3 separate regions of the Mus musculus genome follow, and all the other regions are linked to region 1. Evidence: chromatin contacts called from public HiChIP or PLAC-seq data. All regions are on one chromosome and are shown on one strand. Each heading gives the region's core, a stretch centred on a gene start, on an enhancer-like site or on the middle of the called end of the contact. The rest is flanking DNA. Distances are from core to core; before and after follow the strand shown.

What was found. HiChIP or PLAC-seq counts read pairs in DNA pulled down with a chosen protein or histone mark.
Region 2: a contact with region 1 is called in an H3K4me3 HiChIP or PLAC-seq map of embryonic stem cells, with 52 read pairs. The contact joins the promoter of Ston2 here to the enhancer-like site in region 1. A contact is called at or near these places in 28 of 39 promoter capture datasets (the 3T3-L1 cell line, 3T3-L1-derived adipocytes, the C10 cell line and 17 more), 10 of 15 datasets of contacts at CTCF or cohesin (CD8 T cells, the G1E-ER4 cell line, the NIH/3T3 cell line and 6 more), 73 of 484 Hi-C or Micro-C datasets (2-cell-like embryonic stem cells, 3T3-L1-derived adipocytes, the AML12 cell line and 40 more), 20 of 115 datasets of contacts at active chromatin or transcription factors (the SCID.adh cell line, astrocytes, embryonic forebrain and 9 more) and 4 of 9 other capture datasets (adipose tissue, embryonic stem cells, liver and 1 more).
Region 3: an H3K27ac HiChIP or PLAC-seq map of embryonic stem cells shows a contact between it and region 1, with 2.6 times the contacts expected there. The contact joins the promoter of Sel1l here to the enhancer-like site in region 1. A contact is called at or near these places in 1 of 39 promoter capture datasets (neural stem cells), 4 of 115 datasets of contacts at active chromatin or transcription factors (bone marrow-derived macrophages, embryonic stem cells and neural progenitor cells) and 2 of 9 other capture datasets (adipose tissue and liver).

Annotation. Positions count from the first base shown.
Region 1 is chr12:91,610,488-91,614,152 of GRCm38.p6, forward strand. No RefSeq gene overlaps it. Among named protein-coding and RNA genes, the nearest start is that of Gtf2a1, 23 kb to the left of the region's middle. Within about 2 kb of position 1,759, at least 16 of the 459 cell types and tissues checked have an H3K27ac peak or open chromatin away from gene starts, as enhancers often do. A contact at or near this core is called in embryonic stem cells and primordial germ cells, where this site is marked.
Region 2 is chr12:91,784,585-91,788,081 of GRCm38.p6, forward strand. Ston2 (stonin 2) reads right to left here and starts at 1,852. Exons shown (of 7, transcript NM_175367.6): 1 at 1,543-1,852.
Region 3 is chr12:91,847,674-91,850,985 of GRCm38.p6, forward strand. It overlaps Sel1l (sel-1 suppressor of lin-12-like (C. elegans)), which reads right to left and starts at 1,484. Exons shown (of 21, transcript NM_001039089.1): 1 at 1,286-1,484. The coding sequence starts at 1,358.

The DNA of each region.
Region 1 (3,665 bases), core at 509-3,008:
AGAAAGAAAGAAAGAAAGAAAGAAGTATATATGCTTATGGAGTTGAAGAGATAGCTCTGTGGTTAAGAGCACTTGTTGCTCTTATATAAGATTCAGGTTTGATTCCCAGAATACACCTGATGGAGGTGGTAGTCAGAATGAGAAAATCTCTCTCTCTCTCTCTCTCTCTCTCTCTCTCTCTCTCTCTCTCACACACACACACACACACACACACATAATTGTTAATATATTTGCATACTTAGTCCTCTGTTGAAAACCTGTTTGGGAAGGATTAGGAGGTGGGGCCTTGGAGGAGGTGTGTAGCTGGGGGTAGGCTTTGAAATTTTAAAAGCCTACACCAGGTCTAATGTCTATCTCCATTTCTCTGTTTGCTGCCTGTGCACCTGTATGTAAAGTGCCCAGGATCAGACATGGGTACGTCTTCCCCACTATCATCATACTCCCTGGCATGATGATAATCATGTACTAACCTGTTGAACCTGTAAGCAAGCCTCCAGTTAAATGTTTTCTTTTATAAGAGTTGCCTTTGTCATAATATCTCTTTATAGCACTAGAACAATATCAAAGACTGTGGCCTACAACCAGAACCATCTGTAACTCCAGTTCCAGGGGATCCAATACTGATTTCTTCTGACTTCTGTGGGCACCAGGCCTGCATGTGGTACACATACATAGATACAGGTAAAACACTTCTACACATAAAACACATGCTTTTAAAAGAATATAAACCTACAGCTTACAGTGCTGATGGCTAGCCAGGCACCAGTAGGTTCAGCATCTGGTGAGAGTCTAGTCTGATACCTTTGTTACCTCATTCTCCAGAGTAGGAGCTGTGTCCTCTTGTGGTACAAGAAACAGATAGGACTTAAAGAGGCAAACTCTGTTGGTCAGAGGGTCCCAGAGTCGCTCAAAACGATACGGTTGACTGTCAGGACATAATGGTGAAGACACCCACACCTTGGACACAGGACATGGGACTGACCTGGAAGCCCCCTCCCCTCTGGCTAGCTTTCACAGATGCTGTGGAGGTCACTGAAGTTGAAAAACCAACAGGCTTACCCAGCTGTTAATCCTGAGAGCTAAAATAATGACCAGACTGGAAAGATCCTTCTATTGGTACAATATTATGTGGGTAACCAAGCACTTTATGATTGGATTTAGGGCTGGATCCATAAGAGGGAGCGTAAGCCTAGTATTATCAACGAGGATCCTCCCCTTGGCTGGGGACATCATAAGCCTTAGGGGAGAACTGAGAACTGTTATTTTGCCAAATGGACATAATGTTATACTATTTTTAAAATACTTAACCTTTTAAACTTGAAACAAAGTAAATTCACAGAGATGTACTCTTAGGAGGGAGGCAGGTGAGTAGAGTTTAAAGGACAGCTTGCAGAAGTCCATTCTCGTTTTTTTGTTTGTTTGTTTTTTGTTTGTTTGTTTGTTTGTTTGTATCAGTGATCCAACACAGGTCATTAGGCTGGGCTCAAACTTCTGGGGCGTCTTTTGTGTTTTGGTTGCGGGTTATGGTTAACGCAGAGGCTCAACTGTTTAGAGTGGTGGGACAAGTGAATAGGAGGTGCTCAGTCGGAAGTGAACATGTACCAGACCTGCCCCAGTCCCACGAGGGTTAAGGAACATTTTGGAAGAGGTAGGGAAACGTCTGTAAGAGCCAGAGTCAGGGAGAACTGCTGGGGAGAAAAATCACTGTTTTCTGGACATGACAGCAACATTACCCCCACACAGCAGATATCTCTACCGCAACACCTGCAAGGTCAAACCAGTCACCTTTCTATCTTGGCTGGGGCAGGGGCAGGGACAGAGTACACACCTACACTGAGCTTGATGGCTGCTGGAAGGGAGAGGCATTTTTCCCCCAGTGATGTGGCTTCTGAGAGGTGACCCATGGCCCACTGAGTGACCTCAAACTTGTAGTTATACAGGCAGTTAACTGGATTTAGTGGGGTTTTAAAAAGAACTTGTTAGTGGGAATGTCTGGAGGGAGTTGGGGTGGGGAGTAGGGAAGAATAATATCAAATACATTATATACACCCATAATATTCTCACAGAATAAATTAAAAATGAAAAAAAAGTCTCATTCCTTCTATTAAGTCCTTTTGTAAAGACAATCCTGTCTTTACAAACCCTAAATACCCCGCCCAAGTCCAAGTTTACAACATTGTTACCATGGTGATTGAATTTGTTTCTTTGTTGTTGCTGTTGTTGTGGCTGCTGCTGCTGCTGCTACTACTGTTGTTTTTCAAGATAGGGTCTCTCTGTGAAGCCTTGGCTGTCCTGGAACTCTCTGTAGACCAGGCTGGCCACCTGCTTCTGCCTGGGATTAAAGGTTTAAACCATCACCATCCAGTGGTGATTGAATTTCAATACACACATTTCAGGAGACATTTTCACGTCAGAATGCCAGCCCTGCTTAGTAAGAATCTTGTATTTAGAGTGTTTGGTCTTTTGTTTGTTTTTTGAGATGGAGGTGGGGAGAGTTAGCCTCCCAAGTGTTGCGATTACAGGTGTGTACCACCACACCCACTTTGAGAGGCAATTTGTGTACTCTCCTTGCCCTCCGATGGGGTGTGAGATTAGCAACTTCTGAGTCATTCTTCTTCCTAAAGAAGATAACTTGTCTGACATCAGTAACGATAATGAACTATTTGGCCTCAGTGGAGTGGGTGGGAAGCTTTTATTCTCTCAGACTGTAGAGAAATAAATTGTAATTTCGTTGCATTGTAAGTTGTAAACAAGTAAAGAATAATTTGAAAGATCTTTCAAAAGATAGGGATGGTATTCAGAGAGTCACTCTTGGATCAAGGAAAGTACTTACCCCAGCCACGATGGTTCACACCTGCAATCTTAGCTCTCAGGATGCTGAGCCAAGAGATAGCAAATTAAAGGTCAATTTGGGTATATAGTGAGCACCTGTCTCAAAAATTAAAAATTTATATATACATATACACACACACATATATATTCACATATATATGTATATGAGTGTGTGTGTATGTTTGTGTGTGTGTGTGTGTGTGTGTGTGAGAGAGAGAGAGAGAGAGAGAGAGAGAGAGAGAGCATTGACTGAGCACCAGAAGTAAAGAAGAAAACAAAAACATGACAATCAAGAATGTCAAGGAAAGGAAGGCTGGAGAGATGACTCGGTGGTTAAGAGCACTGACTGCTCTTCCAAAGGTCCTGAGTTCAATTCCCAGCACTCACATGGGGGCTCAGAACCATATGTAATGAGATCGGATGCCCTCTTCTGGGGTGTCTGAAGTTAGCTATAGTGTACTTAGATATTTTAAATAAATAAATCTTTTTTTTTAAAGAATATCAAGGAAATAATTATCTTCTACAGGAGTTTGACATCAGGGATGGCTTAGTGGCTAAGAGCACTCATTACTCCTGCAGGCAACCAGAGTTTGGTTCCCAGTACCCAAAAAGTAGCTCACAATCTACCTATAATTCCAGCTCTAGGGGATCCACCGTCTTCTTCTGGCTTCTGTGGGCACTCATACAAATGGTGCACATCCATTGTTCGTGTATGCAAAATACTAATAAAATAAAATAAAACAAAACAAAATAAAATAATCTTTTAAAGAAAAGCATGGCGGGTGAGCAGAGTGGCTCAATTGTGAAGGTGCTCGCTCGTTCATCTGCAAAGG
Region 2 (3,497 bases), core at 602-3,101, 170 kb after region 1:
ATCCAAGATTCATTCCCTCAGAATTCTTTCCCTCAAAAAAAAAAAATCCCTCCCTTTTGCTTTCCTGTGTATTTCCTCACATCTACAATAGATGTTTTCTTGCGTAAAAGAGAGTCAGGGAGATGACATTTAAAACTCCTATAGCGTACAAATACAAAGCTGGAGTCCTTAATAGACTAACACTTTCCATCTTAGAAGAAAGGGAAGCAACTTGGAGAGATGATGTTTCTTTCATCACAAGCAGGAAAGAAAACAAAGGAAGAACAAATAAGCCAATATTTAACTAGAAAGAACTCCAGGATCCAATGGCAGGCAGGCTCTGGGATGGAGAAAAGTCACCTAACAGAATGACCCATAGGAGACATTGGACCCAGGACACCTCCGTGTGACTCCAAATTCTGTGACTCCGAAGCCCTTTATCCCAAGGCCCAAACATCTCTGAGCCAGTTTCTCACCTAAAAATAAGTGTCTTATCAGTATTGAAGAGCCATTTTGATAATTAAGTGGGATGGTTGTACAAAAACTTGGCATTTAGAAAAGGCTTGTTTGCTGAGTAACTAGGCATTTATTTATTTATTTATTTATTTATGCTTTTGGGGTGTGTGTGTGTGTGTGTGTGTGTGTGATTGTTTTGGTCTTTGGTTTTTTTTTTTCGAGACAGGTCCTGGAACTTGTTATGTAGACTAGGCTGGCCATCTCCCTCTGCCTCCCAAATACTGGGATCAAAGACATATACCACCAACCACATGCCTTTTAAGTCTCATGGTTGGAAGAAGCTTTGCTATCATTGAAAGAATAGCATGGCTTAATGTCCTCCCTTACTAACCATTATCATATCGGGTCAGTCCCCAAATCATTGCAGGGCTACGTCCACAAAGTGTCTTTAACTCTCCATCCAAAAGTGAACTGCTAGCAGAAACCTGGGGAGCAAGGATTTGGCAAAGCCAAAGCCCGAACCCTGCTCTTCAACAGCTGGCAGAGAAGCACCCTACCTCTGCAGCTTCTACGGCAATGGCTAGAACCTACAACCTCCTATTGTTTTGCTTTTCCTAAGGATGGAGCACAATTTCAACAGAAAAATCTGTGCTGGAATCGGAGAGAGTGCTGAACTTTCTGATCCCCTGTTCTGAGCGGCAGTGAGAAAGTTTGATGTTGGCAGAATGGGGGCTGAGCTGGAGAAGAAAGGGAGCCAGCGCATGCTCAAACAAGCTGGGCAACTAACCAGGTTGTGTTTCAGGATCATAACCAGTAACCATCCTGACACAATCGGAGCCCTAATCTGCTAAGTGATAAGTCATGCCCAGCACAAACATTCAAAGGAAAATTGTGCCAAATTTACTGCATCCTCGAGAGGTCACTGCATCTTATAGAAGGCCAGTGTTTACCTGTCTTGCAGCCCCTCTGTAATTCCCAGGATCTGTGTCCACCAGCTGGGCCCATGCCCAGAGAAGCCAACCGTCTAAATCCTAAAGGGCACAAGACTCTTCGGGGACTCTTGTTTGGGAATGCAATTCTGATGATTTAGGGAGGATGGGTACAGACCTGAAGTTCTAAATTCGAAGCAGGCTTCCAAGGGAGTGATACTTGTCCAGGGACTTCAGCTGGTGTCAACCTTGGCTGTCCAGTTAAAATGATCCAAGAGCTTTCAAATTACATGGCTCCATTGGTCCTCTCTAGAGAGAATGGTTTTCTTGCTGAAGGTGCGGCTCCCGAGGAACAGTTTCCCAGCTGCTATGGTGGAGAAACAAACAGCTGGCACTGAGATTTCGGCTGTGGAGGGACACACCTCTGCAGGCTTCTGGGGACGCCCTGTGACCCTGTGCTCCCTTTTCCCAGCCGCCTAGACCTCTGTGTCTGGTCTCCCAGGGAAGACGCCCTTGAAGGAGGCCTCTCTCCCAGCAAAACCCCAAGCCTGGAAGAGGTTACAGCCACCACCTGTTTCCTTGAAATAGTTTGCAGCTGTGCCGAATGACCTCACCACGCTGGCGCTGGCGTGGGCCAAGTTGATCTGGAAAGCTCTCTTCCCAAGTCTGGGCTCTCCCTGCTCAGCACCAAGGAGCAGAGGGAGAGAGGGCCTTAGCTGCAGGGTGAGGTCGAGCTTGGCGGGGACTCCAGAGAGAGCAGAGCACCACTTGGAGTCCTCACACGGGGCCTGTCCCTGGGCTGCATGGCTGTGGTCCTGAGTGACACTTCCTCCCATGTTCACCCTTTCCATGTACTTGGGAACCTGTGAAACCCCAAGAGGTTCTTTCTTGTCCTCTACCTCCTATCATCCCCCTTCCCCTCTTACTCCTCCTCTCCCCCTGCCCCTCCCCCTTACCCTTCCTCCATCTTCTCCAATGTATAAACAAACACTGAAGTACACACACAAAAAAATGCAGAGTCCGTTTCTTCTTCCCTTTCCCAGAGGCAGCCGCCAGGACTGCCTGGGCTCAGATCTTTCTCTGTGAACATGTGTGGTTCCATCTTCCCCTGTGCAGCTGCAGTCCTGGGCGACAACCAGTGGTGCATTTTACCGACTTGAGCATCTTTCTCATGTAGTTACATACATGTATCATTTTAGCCTCATTCAAGCTTGTCTGGGTATCACACTCTTCTGGGAGAACGTTATTTAAAATACAGAGATTGACAGGTCTCATCTGACACCTGATGAACGAGAATTTCTTCTGGAGGAGCCTGGGTAGTCTTTCCTTTTTGGATTCTTTCTCTAAGTTTCTCAGGCGATTCTTAAGATTCTCTGTCTTTACAATGGTTGCATATACTCCATAGATGGATATAATAGCCGCCCCCCTCCCCTGCGCGCGCATTCGCGTGTACGCATGCGCACGTGCCGGCTATGAACCCAGGGTGTTGATTATGCCACACAGGTGTTCTACCAATGAGCTTCCCCCTCAGTCACCTATATCTTCATTCACAGTTTACCAGTTTGTCCTAGGTTGTTGCACATTTAGGCTGTCCTAACTTTTTTTTTTTAATTGTGCTGCAAGAGCATAGCCACGATACAGGAGCTGATACTGAGGCGTTTCTGTAGAACGAGCCTCAGTGAACGGAGCTTCAGGATACAACCCTTATGGAACGGCTTTTCCACTCTAGGACACTTCTTACATCATGGGACCTCACAGGGTGACAAGACATTTTCTGCTGTGGTTGTGAACGCAGAGCTTGCCCACGTTTCCCTGTACTGTATGGCCAGACTATAGGCTAAGACCCGGGATAAAATAGCTAAGATTAGTTCATCTATTAGAAACAGAACGCGAGTCACTTAAATCATTTGAACTCTTCAGGAGCCATTTTAATAAAGTTACTTAATCTCATACTCATTCAATCTTATGTAAAATATCTCAGTAGATGCTCAAATGCAAATTATTAACATTTTTGCTATGGTATGGATATTTACATTCCTATGATTATACCTGATACATTAGGACTCTCTAAAGGAAAAGAACTGATACACTGAATATATACATAAAGGGGGATATATATTAGATTGACTTACA
Region 3 (3,312 bases), core at 234-2,733, 240 kb after region 1:
CCCCAAGAGGAACTCAGCCCATCAGGTACTTTACCCAAGGCAAGGGCAGCTTCCACGGCATACTTCTTTTGAACAATACCCGCTAGAATTTCTGCCAGAGTCAAGTATTGTAGTCTTTAAAGAACTGCTCTTCAACACAAACTGTCATTTCAAATGAAGCAGGATCAACCTCAAGCATAATGCTGGCAGTAAAGTGGTTACCATATGCTTGCCACATTTGAAAGGGTGTCTCCAAACACACCGGAGACAGCATTTTGGTCTAACTCGATTTTAGAAGTAGGATGACATTATGGCTTTCATTTACAACTAGAACGGAGGATCTGGGGATTCAAATAACCATCTGGGGAAATTCGGGTTTTTTTTTGTTTTTTTTTAAAGATGACATTTACATTTTGCAGTGTTCCAGAAAAAAGTATAAAGCCACCCAACAGCTGTCTTGTTAAGCGAAACTGATTAAAAATCTCAAAGTCTTCCAGGAGTCAATGTTTATTCACTCTAAAACATCCTAAGTACGTTTAAGAGAAACATTTCTAAGACAGTAAGTTTTCTGATATAGGCAGATCAAAACATTAAAAAAGAAAATCCTTTGCAAAGAGGTAATGTAAGTCAGCTAGTCGAAAAATCAATTTAAAAGCACACGGCTTTTTGTACCTACAGAAAAGGGCAACATTATTTTCTATTAATTTTGAAAGAACTAAGTCTGTCTCAAAACCCATAAATAAAATGACTATCTACAAACTCAAAGACCATGGACACCGTGGCAGAGGTCACATTTTTCCCAGGACGCGGGGGACAAGTGACTACAATTATATCAGAGTTTTTTCTTTTAAAAACCAGACTAACAGATCAGGTGTTGAGCAATTCCTCCACTGTCAACATCCTAGTCCGGATGAACCCTGCTCTGCACAAAAGTGACAGCTCCAGGTATGTCAACTGCAAACCCCAGCGTGTCCCAGAGCCTGTGCACACATCACCTACGTGAAGGTAGAGGAATCTCTGAGGGTCTAAGCCAGCCGTCAGGAATCCCCTCCTAATTGGGCAATTCCTAATTCGTCAGAAGTCACCTAAAGTTTGCTGCGTGGGAGAGGTGTGGGCAGGGTGACCAGCCCTTCCTTATGTCCAGTTTCCTAAGCACCCTCTTCGGCCCAGGCTAACCGATGCCCAAGGCAAGAGCGAGTGACAGTCAGGGCGAGCAGTGCCCGAGACCGCTGAGCCCCGTGGCCCTGTCTCCACCGCGGTCGGGGGGCGGTGGCTCGGGGCCTGCTGCCCGAGGCTCGATACTGACCCGAGGTCGCGGCTGCCGAGCCCAGGAGCACCGCGCAGAGCAGCAGCAACGACAGCCTGACGCGGACCTGCATCCTGCTCTCGAAGGTCGAGAGCCCTCGCCGTCGCCGTCGCCGTCGCCGCGACCAACTCAGCCGCTGCCTCTGTGCCGCCGCCTCGCAGCCGCTCTTCCTGCTCAGGTTCCTTCTTCGCCCCTTCCCAGGCCTCCCTGGCCCAGAGCGCAGCCAATCCGCGCCCGCCGCTCCGTCCTCCTTGGCCAATGGCCGTGATCGCCCCACCCCACACATAGTCACGCCCCCTATGTCATCTTTTAGCCAATCATTGTGTACAGTTGTCATACCAGCTTTCCCGGTTGGACCACGGCCTCACCGACATGGCCCCAGCTAATTGGTAGCGCCTGAATCAGCGGCTCGAAGGCGGGGGAACCCTCATCCAGGACTACAACTCCCACCATGCACCGCACTAGATTTTTCTCGGCCGATGCTCTTGGGAGATGCAGTTTAGCATAAAGTCAGGTTAGAAGCCGCAGGTGGCTGAGGGCATAAGGAGTTTCAAGAAAATGATTCACTGGACTCTTGCGTTTGAACCAGAATAATTATCAAGGAACAGATATCAAACGGTTAAGAACTTGCAAGGTTGCTAAGTATTTCTTTTTAATTATTTTGAGAACTTGAACTGGACATGATATGAACGCTGAGAAATAAGCTATACCTGAACTGAAAATTTTAAATATTTAGTTAAAAAAAATACTTAAGTCTTAAAAAAAAAAAGCTTAGGTGAAGCAATACGTGAAGTTTACAGAGCCAGCAGTACAAGACAATGCCGCTTGTCATTTCCCTAATAAAACAAAAGGGAAGAAATTCCTACCAGTGGAGATTAGTTCAGCTCCTGTGATTGTTTTCACTAAGGCTTCCATATATATTAGCCACTCAATAAATGTTCTAACAGCTCTCCCAAACCCTTCAAACACTGGTCCTCATTCTTCTCTAGTGAAATATTGCAATGCTCTCTTTTTCCTTGACCAGAAAAGGGATTAGATGGTTTGTGTGGCCACAGAGGTGAGAGCCAAGGCACTTCAGGGATTGCAATAGTTATGTAGTAAGTACCGATGCACGCACAATCCCTTTGAGTGGCAGGGCAGCATCTTGATGCTTTTCAGTCTTCTTAATCAAATTGAATCCTTCTAAGATTTATTTTCCAGCACTGCATACAGAACTCAGCAGGGGGTTAGGGGGGAAAGTCTTTCCTGTCTCAGTGTCTTGACTTCTCTGAACACTTGTTTTCTATCTTTTTTGGCAGTCATTATTTTTAGGAAGATGTTAAAAAATTAGCTGCTGTACGTTTGCATCAGAGGGCATGGGGAACAGTTTCCCCCATGCCCCCCAACACCCCCTCAGTGTGTGTGTGTGCGTGCACCATGCGCATAAAGGTGTATAGGATGGAGGTTAATGTCAGGGTTCGTTCTCAATTGATCTCTACCTTCTCCACCTTATTTTTTGAGACAAGGTCTCAACATGGGCCTTGTTGATTCATCTAGCCAAACCCTGGTTTAACTAGGATGTCCCAAGGATTCTCATGTCTGCTCTGCCACAGTAATGGGATTCCAGGCCCATGCTGCTGTGCTTGCTTTTAAAAAACCTGGGTTCTGAAGGATGGAGCTAAGGTCCTCAATATTAGATCTCAGGGTGTCTGAATATTCAGAAATGAGCTCCAGCTGGACCACAGGAGGACTTCTGGTGGGTTGATAAAAGCCAGCATTCTTCAGAAACTTGTGAAATTGCTTTCCATCTGCCAAAAGGAATCATTTCTCATACCTCTGGCAGAAGTGACATACGGCTCTCCATTGACCTGGACCTGTGGCTGTATAGGAAAGCCTATGCCAGCCTCTAGGCGCTCTCAGTCTCTGCTCACAAGTACTTGTTGTACATTCCAAAGCTCTCTCATTGGTCTCTTGGCCCTTCCCTCCCAGAAGCTACTCACCCTCCTTATAGCTCACTATTCTCTACTCTTCCTGCAGGCACCCCAACC